2 separate regions of the Mus musculus genome follow, and region 1 is linked to region 2. The links are chromatin contacts, called in public Hi-C maps. All regions are on one chromosome and are shown on one strand. The core of a region is the stretch at or near the end of the contact, and the rest is flanking DNA. Distances in the headings are between cores, read along the strand shown.

The links. A called contact is a pair of places that touch in the nucleus more often than the background predicts.
Region 1: a contact with region 2 is called in a Hi-C map of liver, with 1.8 times the contacts expected there. The contact joins two enhancer-like sites. A contact is called at or near these places in 4 of 484 Hi-C or Micro-C datasets (bone marrow-derived dendritic cells, liver, macrophages and 1 more), 2 of 115 datasets of contacts at active chromatin or transcription factors (Th17 cells and kidney) and 1 of 9 other capture datasets (pancreatic islet).

Annotation. Positions count from the first base shown.
Region 1 is chr13:36,530,301-36,536,867 of GRCm38.p6, reverse strand. All of the region lies in intron 6 of Fars2 (phenylalanine-tRNA synthetase 2 (mitochondrial)), which reads right to left. Among named protein-coding and RNA genes, the nearest start is that of Gm46409, 79 kb to the left of the region's middle. Within about 2 kb of position 2,652, at least 56 of the 459 cell types and tissues checked have an H3K27ac peak or open chromatin away from gene starts, as enhancers often do. A contact at or near this core is called in Th17 cells and liver, where this site is marked.
Region 2 is chr13:36,461,376-36,468,105 of GRCm38.p6, reverse strand. The region is part of intron 6 of Fars2 (phenylalanine-tRNA synthetase 2 (mitochondrial)); the gene reads right to left. Among named protein-coding and RNA genes, the nearest start is that of Gm46409, 150 kb to the left of the region's middle. Within about 2 kb of position 2,520, at least 11 of the 459 cell types and tissues checked have an H3K27ac peak or open chromatin away from gene starts, as enhancers often do. A contact at or near this core is called in Th17 cells and liver, where this site is marked.

The DNA.
Region 1 (6,567 bases), core at 1,403-3,902, 69 kb before region 2:
ACCTGTCAATCCTGACTAGGAGAGGCCACAACATCTCCAATTAGGCAAGGAAGGGCTAGGCCTTCTGCCATGCCAGAACCTTGGGCAAGTGGGTTTCAGATGGGCTAGGCCTCTGGGAACCCCCTCACAAGAAGAGTTTATAGTCCCCCATGTGTTCACCAGAGTCCAGAGCCTCTGCTTTCTGGGTCTTCTTGATGTTTTTGGTTTGTTCTCACAGGGGTGCTCTCTCCTTGCCTCCCACCTTCTGATTTTAAGTCAGACTTGGATGGAGGCAGAAAAAGACAAGTGTCTGTCTTGGCTCTAGGCCCCTTATTTATTCACTATTTCTCCCCCCTCAATTTAATTTATTCAGTTTACATCCCGATTGCTGTCCCTTCATCCTGAGTGTCTCTTCTCCTCTGACACCCACTGAGCCTCTGACTGAGTGGAAGTCCCCCTGGGCATCCCCCCTGCCTCGACCCTGCCATATCAAGTCTCTGCAGGGTTAGGTGCCACTTCTTCCCCCGAGGCCAGACAAGACAGCTGAGTTAGAGGAACATATTCCACAGACAGGCAACAGCTTTAGGGACAGCCTCTGCTCCAGTTGTTTGGGACCCATATAATAACGGAGCTGCTCATCTGCTACATAAGTGAGCAAGGGGAGTGGAGCCTGGGTCTCCTTATTCTCTTTTCCCAGGTATTTTCCCATTTCTTCCCTACTCTGGCTTATCCATTTTACTTTTCTGTCTTTGCCCCTCCCACCTTGAGCTCATATTTGGGAAGTGGGAGTTTCTAGGGCCCTCTGCTATTCCTTGCAGGGCCTGTATTTAGCCAGGCACAGAGCCCCCATCTGCAAGGGATGCAGGAAGGAGTCACCTCCAAGGTGCTCATATTCAAGCAAGGCTAGCATGTCCCTTCCTCTTTAGCATCAGCAGTCCATTTTAGATGAAAGAAAAATGCTTTCCTTCTATCCTTTCTTACTTCCCCACCCTAGCCCAAGTCATGAATTGACTTCAGTAATAAGAAGAACTAGGTCTGTTTAGCCCCAGAGATTGGTTTGCCTTGCAAACCATGGGCTGATGGAGCTGTGGCAAATTGCCAAACATGTAAGGACTAGGACTCCCTGAAGGGAGGGTACTTTTGGATTTGGACCAGAGCTCTTTACTGCATCACACCCTTCACGGCAGCCTTTTAGCCCTAGTGCTCCCCAGTCTTTCACTGGACACATAAGTTCACTCTGACTGACATCTTCACTAGGCAGACTGTCCCCAAGATACAGCTGTGAGCTCAGAAGGCAGAAGGGACTTGTCCAAGTTCGAACAGCAGGACAGTGTTATAGGAGTGGAGTTAGGGCCAGGCAACACGGCAGGGATATGAAATAGTGTGTGTTGCTATGAAAAGGTGCAGTGGGTTTCCAAACCACTAAATGTAGAGTTGCTACATAATCCAATGATTTCTAGGTTTATGTCCCAGAGAATGGAAAGCGGCGGCTGCTCAAACTAAAAGTCAGACAAAAGTTTGCTGCTGAGCCTTGTGATCATGTCTGTACCCTCAGGTAGCTGGCGAGGCTAAGGCAAAAGGTTCACAAGGTCAATGAGCGACTGAACTACAGAGCAAGTTCAAGGCCAGCCCTGGCAACTGCATGAGCCCCTGTGTCAGAACGAAAAGGAAAAAGAGGGCAGGGCCTATAGTTCAGTGGTAGAGTTTACCAATGATGTATGAGGCCACAGGTTCAATTCCTGCCCCACCCCCATAAAGAGGGGCAGTAGGGGACAGAGAGGGAGAGAGAGAGAGAGAGAGAGAGAGAGAGAGAGAGAGAGAGAGAGAGAGAGAGAGATTGATTTTCCTAAAAGCTGTATGTTCAGTCATTACCAACAAATGGATGGATATTAACAGATTTAGTATAGGCAGAGAATGTAATTCCAATGAGTGGAAACTAGGTGAACTTCAAAACCAAAGTAGTAGAAGCTGCATACCACACACTGCATGGTCCCACTGTCTGAAACATCCAGACATCCAGACTAGAGAACTGCCCTATGGCACTGAACTGTATACTTTCAAAATGACTAATTTCATGTTATGTGAATTTCATTTCAATAGGATAGAAATGAAGCATAGAGAGTGTGGTTTCAGAACAGTCTTTCCCACCACACTCAAGAGCTCTGTCAAGCATCCTCCTCCCCTTCACCTCTGAGCTCTTCCTATGACTCGGATCCTGAATCTCACCAAAGGCCCTGGTTACTGGGAGGTAGTGGGGCCTTTAAGATGTAAGCTGTAGCAGGGTGCTTAAGTTTACTGGGGACAGGTTCCTAGAGGGCAGATAAGGGGCACGCAGCTCCTTCTTTCTCTTTTCAAACCCAGCATAGGGTAAATAAGTCTCTCTGATCATATGCTCCCACTCTAACATGCTTCCACAGGCTCAAAACTAACGAGTCAATTGCTCATGGACTGAAGGCTCTAGACTACAGGCCCAAATAAACACTTCCTCATTTCTCAGGCATTTCTCATAGTGACAGAAAGCGAACACATCTAACTTCCTCTAAGCAGCAATATAGTTTTAAAATGACTAAGCAAGACACAGAATAAGCTTGTCTGACTTAGAGAGGACACAGGGATGACCCGGATGACCAGGACACATAGACAAGGAATGCACTGACAGAGGTCTTCCCTACTGGTGCAGTACTGGGTCTGGGCGGCAGGCGGTTGCCATGGCTTTCTGTCCAACCCATAGGGCCCAGCGTTTGGGATGAGTCGAGTCGGCTGTATAATCTGGAGCTTCATAGGCAAATCAAAGTTCACTTTCATGTACTCCACAGTTTCTACTTGTGAGAAAAATAAACAAGATTATCTATTGTTCAGTTAAGGAGGTCAAATCCCTTTGCTGACAAGGTGGAAAAGAATGAAAAAAAAAAAAAAACCAATTTCCATTGCCTTGTAATACTGGCTGATTGTACAATGTGTGGTTGCTGGCTAGAACTTGGCATTTTGCCTTTTTTTTTTTTAAAAAAAACAGAGATTTTAATAAGTACCTTACAGTGTTTTCAACCGGGACTATTCGTTTATAGACTTCGTTAGTCAGTCATTCAACAAAAAGCATCTTGCAGGCACTGAGCTTGACAGAAAGGAGCACAGAGAATCTGTCATCCAGCAGTGGGCCAGTTGGCAGTAAGAGGGCTGGCAGCCACTTGGCGGTAAAGCCAGCTGTGCCACTCTGCAGGCGACAGGGATATCTAAGGGTCTCCTCGTCAGCACATGGGAGATACCATGTGCACTGGCATGGTGCTATTCGTCTAGTTACAGAGTTGGACACTGAAGAAACCAAAAAAGAAATCTGGGTCATTCTGCCTGTAGACACTGGACACAGGCAGCCATACGTGACCATCCTTGTCTGCTCCTGAGTGATTCAGGATGGTCTGCTGTGCCAATACCACAACATCTTGTGCTTCTCCCAACCAGCCTGACATCACCCCCACCCCCTTTCAGGGTCCAACTAGGGGAAACAAAACACATGACTTGCTTTCACCTTGGTCCTGTTCCCTGCTCCACTCTGAACGTCAAGGCTTACCCAATTCCACCTCCCACCCAAGTCCGGATGCTCAGGCAGAAACTGAGAACCAGGATGGGCAATCCCATGTGAACTATGGGGAGAGGAGGCAGGCCAGCGGGACAAGCCAGCAGAGGGGGATTCTGTTTTAGTGCCTCCTCCTCCGAGACTCCTAACTTTAGACCAAAGAGAAAGCTGCGTGGGATTGAGAACAGTCAAGTCTGGATCAGTGAAAGGACTGTCAAGCTTATGCCTAAAAGGGTTTAGCAATCCCCTTCAGGGTATGCATCCAAAGGAGGTTTTAACAGGTGTTGAGAGGACCTGGACCCCATGCTTATTGGCACAGTATTCATAAAGCCAAGATATGAGATTACCACAAGCATCCGGCAGGGGGTGAATGGAAGAAGAAATCAAGAACACTTACTCAATGGAATACTACTCAGTCTTTAAAAAGGTGCGATGGTGTCATCGCAGCAGCATGGGTGGTCCCGAGGATGCTATGCTCAGTGGAGTAAGACAATTACAGAAGGGACACAGTGTGTGCTCTCTCTTATTTGTGGGGCCTAAAGAAGCTGGTCTCACAAAAAAAATAGGGGCGGGGGCTGCCAGAGGCTGGGGTGGGGATGAAAGATCAACAAAGTTATGGAAGGTGAAAGGAGCAGGCTCTAGTGATCTGTGGCAAAGCAGATGACCCTGGCTAGTGACCCTGTTTTGAATATTTTACATTATCTACAAGAGGACTTTAAATGTTCTCAAAACAAAGAGATGACGAATGTCTGAGGTGACGGATATGCCAAGCACCTTGATTACTGTATCATTACACATAGCTCAAAATATTTTACTGCATCCTGTAAATATTCATATTTGTGTCAGTCTTAATGTGAAAAAGCTGAGCAATAAATATCTTAAAACAAAATAGAAAGAGTAATAAAGTGAACCATCATCAGAACTACTTGAAGATTAACTAGTGCTCCCCCCAGCTCAAAGTATGGGGGGTATTTTCTGAAGGGGTACAGGGCTATGGAGCCGCCTGGAAAGAAGGAACAATGGGTCAGAGTCTTGGTGAGGGAGGGAAGACTTCTATTATACAACCACTGGGTTCACCGTGGCAACCAAACTAGCTCTGAACTTGAAATAAAACCCTTCCTCACATGCAGCCCAAACCTATCTCCTACAGCATCCACAATAGTCTGCTTTTCCATCTGTGACAGAGCAGCTACTCTGTGTTCTTGGATGGTATGCCTGACACCTCCCAGAATAGACGAGGCATGACCAGTGGGCACTGCAGACACTGCCTATCCATCCACACAGAGATTACTCAGTGCAGAAAGATGCTGTCCAGAAGAGTTCCACTGACAGAGTGAGAAAGCTGGATCCTTGGCTTTGTAGTCAACTAGTTCCTGCTTGTCAGAGACAAAGGTTCAGCCCGATGCCCCATGTTATCACTCTTCTGCTCAGTGGAGAAAGCAAGTTCATTCAATGTATCCAGAAGCTCGTGGAAGCCAGACAAGAAGCACGGGCGGCAAGACGAGGGAGGGAGGGAGACAGCTCGATGTTACTTCCAAGGACAGGACCGAGAGCTGCCAGGCTGTGGGAGAATGGAGAAGCACCTGACTTTGTAGTTGAGAGAAAGCTGGTTCCAATTCCCGTTCTCTTTGCTGTGAGATCTAGGGCCCCTGCATGACCTCTTGTGCCTTGGAGTTCTTGCCTATGAAGCAAGACCTCCATTTCCTTCTTCTATCTCTGAGGACTAGATGGACACACTATACAGCAATTATTTCAGAGCCTGCCCATCAAGAGTGGATTATCTACTCAGTGGTGGGGACACATTCCAAGACCACAGTGACTGCCCAGTACCAGCAATAGCAACAAACACTATAGATACATTTTTCTAAAGTATGACTGGGGTACCTGTGATGAAATTTGATTTAAATTTAAAGTTTAAGTACATGAGAGGCGAACCCCCCCCCAACCCTCACCCCTCACCATCTGAGGCAGATGGAAGAGCTTGTCCCAGTGAGCTGTCCCGGATGGGGTGTGGGTTAATTGCTGGAGGGTATCAGTGAGGGAGAGCTGACCCTATCACTTCTCTGCTATGAAGTGGTCTTGGATGGGGGAAGATGCCTTCCACCCCCTCACTACTGAAGGCAGACAGGAGAACTGACCCTAGGAGAGAGTGTAGGAGAGCTGGTTCTACAACTCACCTGTCAAGAGGTGGCATGGGTCCCTCCCCCTTCCTATGAGCAATACTGAGAGCTGGCCCAGAGGAGAACTAGCTCTGCCCCCTCACTGGCTGTAGTGCTCTGGAGAGCTGGCCCTGATGGTGAAGTCAAGGGTGAGCCAGCTCAGGGGGTGTGAGAGTAGGAGAGTTGGCCCAGCCCCTTGCAGGCTACAGCACTTGGAAAAGTGCTCCCCACAGCCCCTCCTGCTATGACTGGGCAGCACAGTGGAGTTGTCTCTGGAGGCATGAGTGCTGGTGAGCTGGCCGGAGACCATGAGAGCAGAAGAAATGACCCTGCCTCCTGCCAATGGTGGCATTGGGTGGCCTGGCCAGAACAGTGCTAGAGAACTCACCCCGGTGGCTCACTGACTGGCACAGCTGCCACCAGGCCCATATCCAGAGCTCTGAATTGGCCCACCCCAAAATCTATATCACTTGCAAATGGTTGAGATACGTGAATGGGCCATTCCTGCTTTTCTAAAGCTGCAGGATCTCCATGACGAAGGGCAACAACAGGAGAACTGGGAGGAGTCCCAAGGAGGAGCCAATAGTGATGGTGTCACAGAAACAGAGATCTCGAACCAGACCAAATGATTCATTGTGATGAACATCAGCAAGTGAAGGTGTGTGGACAGAGGGATATATTGTGAGACACACTGTGGCATACTACTACAACTTGCATGATGAGATGTTTTTCGATGTTTTTTGTTTGTTTGTGTTTTTTATTGGGGGCAGGGGAATTCAAGAGCAAAGGGTAGATATTAAGGGAGGGTAGATATTAAGGGATAGGGAGATGTGTAGGGCTGGGGTGCATAATATGATC
Region 2 (6,730 bases), core at 1,271-3,770:
TATCAACTCAGCCATCATGTCTCTTTACTTTGGCTAGGCACTCTTGTTATCTGTGTTTAAATCTGCAGTGGTTAGAAAGCCTGTAAGAACGTAGTAGAGTGATTTTCCAACTTCACTTAGGTAAGTAGGAAAACCAAGAGCTCACAAAACATCCTGCCAAAATGCTTATGTTTTTCTAATATCTTCTAGGCTGAAAAAGTAATCAAAGCCAGTTGGCTTTGCTATATTTTTTTTCTCTTCTGTATTAAGTCACTACTGTCTGTTTTCCATGGTCAGTGGATTCTGTCTGTTGGCATGCAGTGATCCATTTATACAGGCTGCTTCCTGCACCCAGGGTCCTCATAAATGATGTCTTCCATCCTTTGAAAATGAGTGCTTTTTATACATTGTAATGTAAACACATAATAGTAAAATATTTAAATTGTAAACAGTTCTCATTTTTAGGGATAATTATTAAACGTATCCTTTGTGTATTTTGTTTATGTTCTGACAAGCACAAAATTTGATAACAGTCTATAGACCACTGTGTCTGTTTCAATGTATTTGTCTTTCCCATTTGTTGGTATAGAGAAAGCATCTTACTGACTGCTAGGATCCCACACTATAAACACCCTATGATTTATTCAGTCTCCCATTGTCAAGCCATTCTGGTATTGTATATATCACTGTAATCAATGTTTGCAAGCACACCTTTGAAGGTCTGTGTTAAGATTAGTGGGAAGCAGGCGTGGTGACACATGCCTGTAATGTCAATACTCTAGAAGCCGGCACAGGAGGATGTTGACTTCAAGGCTAATCTGGGTGACATGAGAAAACCCTGTTTCAAAAGAAATCAAAGTAAATTAACTCTAGTCAAAGAGTAGGTGTATTTTCAATTTTGATATACATTATCATGAAACTGCTTTTCAGAAGGTTGCTATAGATCCTGACTTCTATAAATAAACAGGTAAGTAGCCTCCATTATTCCACACTGATCTCACTGAGGTACAGTCCCTTGGTGTCGATGGAGAGCTTCTGTGACTCTGCCCCTAGATACCCAAACACACAAATAGCTATGTCTCCTATATAGAATGGTATGGTATTTGCATAGAACCTATGCATAGCTTCTCACATACTTCAAGTCTGGATGGCTTATATTACCTACCAACCACTGCAAGTGCTATGTAGGTAGCAGGGGAACTGTACTGTTTACAGAGAACAACAGGGAAACTCTGCGCATGCTTGGTGCAATTTCTCTTCAGATATTTTTGATCTTCAGCTGTTTTGATGTTGGCTCAGTCCAGCCAAGGGTAAGGAGTGCCAAGTGCATTATCAACCCTTTAAGCCCTTGCCAACAGCTGAAAGGGTGGCCTTCTGTATAGCCTTTAACCACAGAAACATACTTATTCAGATAAAAAGACATCTCACTTCTCAGGTGACTGACCCAAAGTGGCAGCTACTTTGTAGGTTAAATTTCAATTTAGGTAACGCTGGCACTGGAAACTAGCATGCAGGTCTACTGTTCCGTCTCCACTGACCTTTACCCCTCGAACACAGCTACAGGCTTAGCTACTGAACCGTGGCCATATTTGGATGCAACTGAGCTTGGGCATCCACCCTGTTTATCTCCTACAGAAAACTAGAATATGGTGACCACAATATCTTCCAGGTTACCTCACTTTCTTCTTATACATCTTACTCAACAACCCTGAGGAGAACAATGGCTTTCCTTTGGTTCTGGCCTGAAAGGGTCAGAGCAGTTAACTGGGGGAAAGTTTTCAGGGGCCATCCCTCCTGAAAGGGAGGGATGTCCTAACATGACTTTCTGTGGGCCAGAGTTTTTCCTTGTTCCTAGTCAAGAGTTAATATTTACCCGGAGAGGAGGATGTCCTTGGGTCTGCTGATATACAGTTTCTTCTTCTGAAGTTCGCTCTCGTTATGAGAAAATGACTCCAAAAATGATAATATTGTGTGCCAGGTGCAACTAAGTAAAAATGTTATTTTTTGAGCAAAAATTGCAAAGCCATACCCCATGTTTATAAGCTAAAGAATTCAGTAAAGCTTTGCTACTTGCTACCAGAGTGGTAGTCCGTCTGTCTCTTTAAGGCTTTCGCGAAGCTGGTCTTTGTCACCACTCCTTTGAGAGGTCCAGGCTGCTGTCCTGCCTTCTGGAAAATGGTGGTCACAAGGACTGTTCTCACTAATACAGTGGGCAGAAAGCTGCAGTGAGACCACCCAAGCTGGATCACAAGCACTGTGCCCTTTCCTCTCTTGAAACCACTGACCAGCAAATGAAGGTTCTACCAACTCAGAGCACTCTGGGGTGAGACACACTGGGCTCATTGAGGAGAGGTTATGTGTTTTCCTGTCCAATTCCCATGTGTCCTAGGTGTTCACCGGTGGCACGTAATTGATTGTAGCCCGGCCATCAACACTCCTGGACTCTACATCTCTTCAGAGAAGTCTTCACACTACACAACTGAGAAAAGGATCTTGAGCACAGTGAAGTCAGCACTGGGGATCTCCAATGTGGGGGTGATTTACCTCATAGCAACAGACAAGGACTTTCATACTAGGCTGACTCGAGAATGACTACCTTGCAACATGTGAGGATAAATCATCTTCTTAGGTGCTCCAAAACTTCCATGGGGACAGTGTAAACACATTAGCTATCCTGCCCATTAATACCGAGTTCAGGCTCACTTTGTGGGAAGCAGGCTTCCATCTCTCCCATGCTCTGTCTGAGTTAAGTGGTGGATACCCCACAAGTCATCAAGCAGCCTAGAATCAGCACTGAGGGTGAAGGGCACAGAATCCTTCCTATAAAGGAAAGAAAATAAGCCGGGCGGTGGTGGCGCACGCCTTTAATCCCAGCACTTGGGAGGCAGAGACAGGAGGATTTCTGAGTTCAAGGCAGGCCTGGTCTACAAAGTGAGTTCCAGGACAGCCAGGACTATACAGAGAAACTCTGTCTCGAAAACAAACAAACAAACAAAAACAAACAAAAAAAAAGACAAAAAACAAAAAAGGAAAGAAAATACCTTTCCAGAGACTGTGCAAGGTAACTGTCAGGCATGGTTTTCTATGGGTAAGAGTAAAGTAATGAGATGTTACTATGTCAAAACAGCACAACTATAACTCTGTGTTAATATTTATTTTGCAAAGCAGATGAAATATAAGTTCTCTAGCATAAGTCCTAACAGAAAACAGCAGATAGGGACAAACTAGAATGCTGATTAACCTGCATTTGTGAGGATATTCATTTTTGATGGCAGAAACACACACACACACACACACACACACACACACACACACACGTACACACACACACGTACACATGCATGCATGACAGAAAGGGGAATATAGAAATAGGAGACTAACTTCTAGATTTGAGAAGATGGGTGGCAATCTGGTGGTCTGGTGACAATGCCAGTGATGTGGCCAATTATGACAGTTTGTACATCAGTACCAACATATAAGGATATGAACGCACACATGTATCATACCCCACTTAATCATAGTTGGCAAATTCAATATATTAGTATAGTATGAGAATAATGTAGCTCCTGCCATAACCTACTATAGAGTAAAATATTTTATTACTCCCCTACTAATGTTTAGGAATAAACTACTGCGATTCCCCAAATTAAATGGGACACTAAGTCCATTAGCTTCTACATAAGTTTGTACTTCCAAGTTTTCAAAAATCCCATTATGAAAGTCAACTTAGACTTTCCTGTACCCAGCCCATGTGTGGTACTGGCTGAGTACTTTGGTAGAATTTCTGATGGCCAGGAAGGGTACTTAGAAGCCAAGAGAGTGTGTGTGGTGTGACAGAGGACAGACCCAAGGCCAAGGCTGTGGCAAGTTTAAACAACTAGAGAAGGTGAACAGCAACCTCGGTGTGCAGCAGTCTCCTAGGGTGGTTTCTGTTCAGTCCAGGTATCACTCTCACTGCGCTACAAAGCATCCTAATATTTAGCCCTAATTCTTGTCCTTAACGTGGTCAGCTTCACCGTCATGAGGAACAGAAAACAGAGCACAGGCCTTGATCATGAACATGAGCTGCTTACAGAGACCAACACATTTGTCAAAATTGAGACACCCAAGTCTGATGCTCTGGATTCTTGGGGACTTTACCACACCACTGGTGGCTTCACTCTTGGAGGAGTCTTCCCCTGCTGCTGGTTTCAGCAGTGCTGGGGAGATAGCTGAGCCAGTGAGGGCTGGAGTGAGTCAGGGGATTTACTCAGATCAGAGTCAGCTCACCATATATGGTGCTTTCTAAAACACAGTGACCACTGCTGGGGCTGCAGTAACAGTGACCCCATCATGGATCTGGCAAACTTGCACTGAAACTGCACTGGGGAGGCTTGAGTGGGTGTTTTGGTCACACTGCTGTGATTAGTAGAGATAGGCCAGACCTGAGGGACAGATCTTAAGCTGCTGTCTTTCTGCTTTCTGGGGACTCTCTTCCCTACCCTGAATATACAGTCACTTAGATCAGGGAACTAGCAACTAATTCCAGGTGGAGCCAGAGATAAGAAAAACTGCCCCTCTGTCTCAGAAGGACTTTACCATTGCCCTGGTCACCTACTCCAAGTGGGCATCTACCTTGTCCCCTGATTCCTTGGTCCCTCCTTAGCATACTCTTTCTCCTCAGCCTTCAGCATGGCACCAACTCCCACCCCTGTCACTCCTGCCAGGCCAGGCCCTGCAGTGACCTCCACAGCTAACAGGCTCTAGCTGACCCTCCCTCCCTGAGTCTAACCCAGTGCACAGTAAGGATACATTTCAGGTCCTCCTCGGTTAGAGTCATAGCTGCCCTCGGGAACATCTTTGGGCAGGAATTCTACCACCACACCTTGCCTTGCTTTACGTTCAGTACATTAAGAATGGAAAACACACTGTCTATGAAAGTTTAAGATACGGAGAGTATTCAGTGCTTACTATTATATTGCTAGTATTTTCCTCTTCCATTAAATTATTTTCATTTCTCAGGCTTCCTCTATAACCTTTCAATACAAATGGACATTTTACATTGTTGCAACCACAGCCAGACACAGTGCTTTTCATTTTTCATTTATAACACTTTGACACTGTAAACCACTTCTTCCAATCCTTAATGGCCACATGGCATTCCATCAAGGTGATGCACTGTAAGTTACTCAAGTACTCTTCTCTTTGGGGCATTTCACTAACTTAGCTACTGAAGGTTCACGGAGAATAAAAGTGCTGCATAAGTCCAGGCAGTATGGGAATTGCCCTTTTAATAGACCTCACACCATATTTGACCAGGGACAGAGCAAATGCACACAGTCTGTCACTGGCAGCCTTAACTCCTACTCTTCTTCTTGCTGGTTTATGAGAACAAATGGTAGACTGTTGTCAGGAAGCTCTAAATCACTTCACAAATTATTAATGAAAGAATGACTTCAATTGCTGACTGAACGGAGTCACAGACTTAGGAAAAGGCACCAATGGAAGAGGGAAGAGCAGAAGGCAGCTACAGGGAGTCGGGGGAAGCTGAGGCAACTTTTCTAAGACCCAGGTCAGAGCCTGTTTTCCTTTCTGGATATCTTGAGAACACAGTCACAGTTTGGCAGCAGATGGGCTAAGCAAAGTCAGAGAGGAGGCGGGGACTGGGGGTGCTGGGGTTTCCATCTTACCCCGTGGAGATGCTTCCTAAGTGGCTGCAGGTCCTTGTTCATTTCTCAGGAGAGGATTTCATGTAGCTCAGGATGGCCTCAGTCCCCATGCACTCAGGGAGGCTGCTCTCCAACTCCTGGTCCTCCCTGCCTCCTCCTCCCAAGTGTGGGGGTGTAGGTGTGTGCCACCGCCCAAGTCTTCTTTGCCCTTTCATAGTTTATTTATGGATTGAAAATGAAATCACTACTATTTTAAACTGCATTTTTATGATCACTAGGCAGGTTGAACTTTTCAAAAAACTTTTCATTGATTCTTTGTGAGTGTTATATCATGTATTCCAGTACCACTCATTTCCCCGACTCTTTGTATCTACTCTCCACTCTTGCAGCCTTCCCCACAAAGAAAATTAAAAAACAAAAATAAAAACAAGAAAGAGACCAATCAAACAACAACAACAACAAAACCCATCTTGTCAGGGAAGCTGTATTGTGTCACAGTGTGCCCCACAGTATAAATTCTTTTGTTCACAGATCTTTACATGCAAATGTTCATTGCAATGAGTCTCTGGTCTGGTTCAAGGCTTCTGCTATACTATCAATACTGGAGTCTCATCAGGACTCCTCTTGGTTATCCTGCTGTTGCCCTGTTATGGAGTTCTTTTGGCTTTGGATCTGTAGGACTGGCCCTTTTACTCACTCCAGCAGTACATAGATGGGGTAGATGTTTATTTAGGTGGGCCACCTCAAAACCTTGGATCTGCGCCTGGGTGGTAGCTGAGCTGGTCAGCCCGCCAGCTCTCCCACATCATCAGAGAGAGCTCTCCAGCACTGCCCCAGGTTAGCTCACCCAATGCTGCAGGGGTAAGGGGAGGGGCCAGCTCTCAAGGCCTGCTCACCTACACCTTTGCCTTTAGGGGTAAGGTTGAACTTTTAGGTTTTGTTTTACATTTAGATAAACAGTTTGGTGAAGTATTTTTAGTCTATCGTCCATTTTCTTATTAGAATGAAGTATGCTTTCATTGGCTATTTGAGCTACTGTAAGAAGAAGAGCTATGGTACTTTGAAGAAGCAAACCAGCACACATTCAGGTATAAACAAGGAAA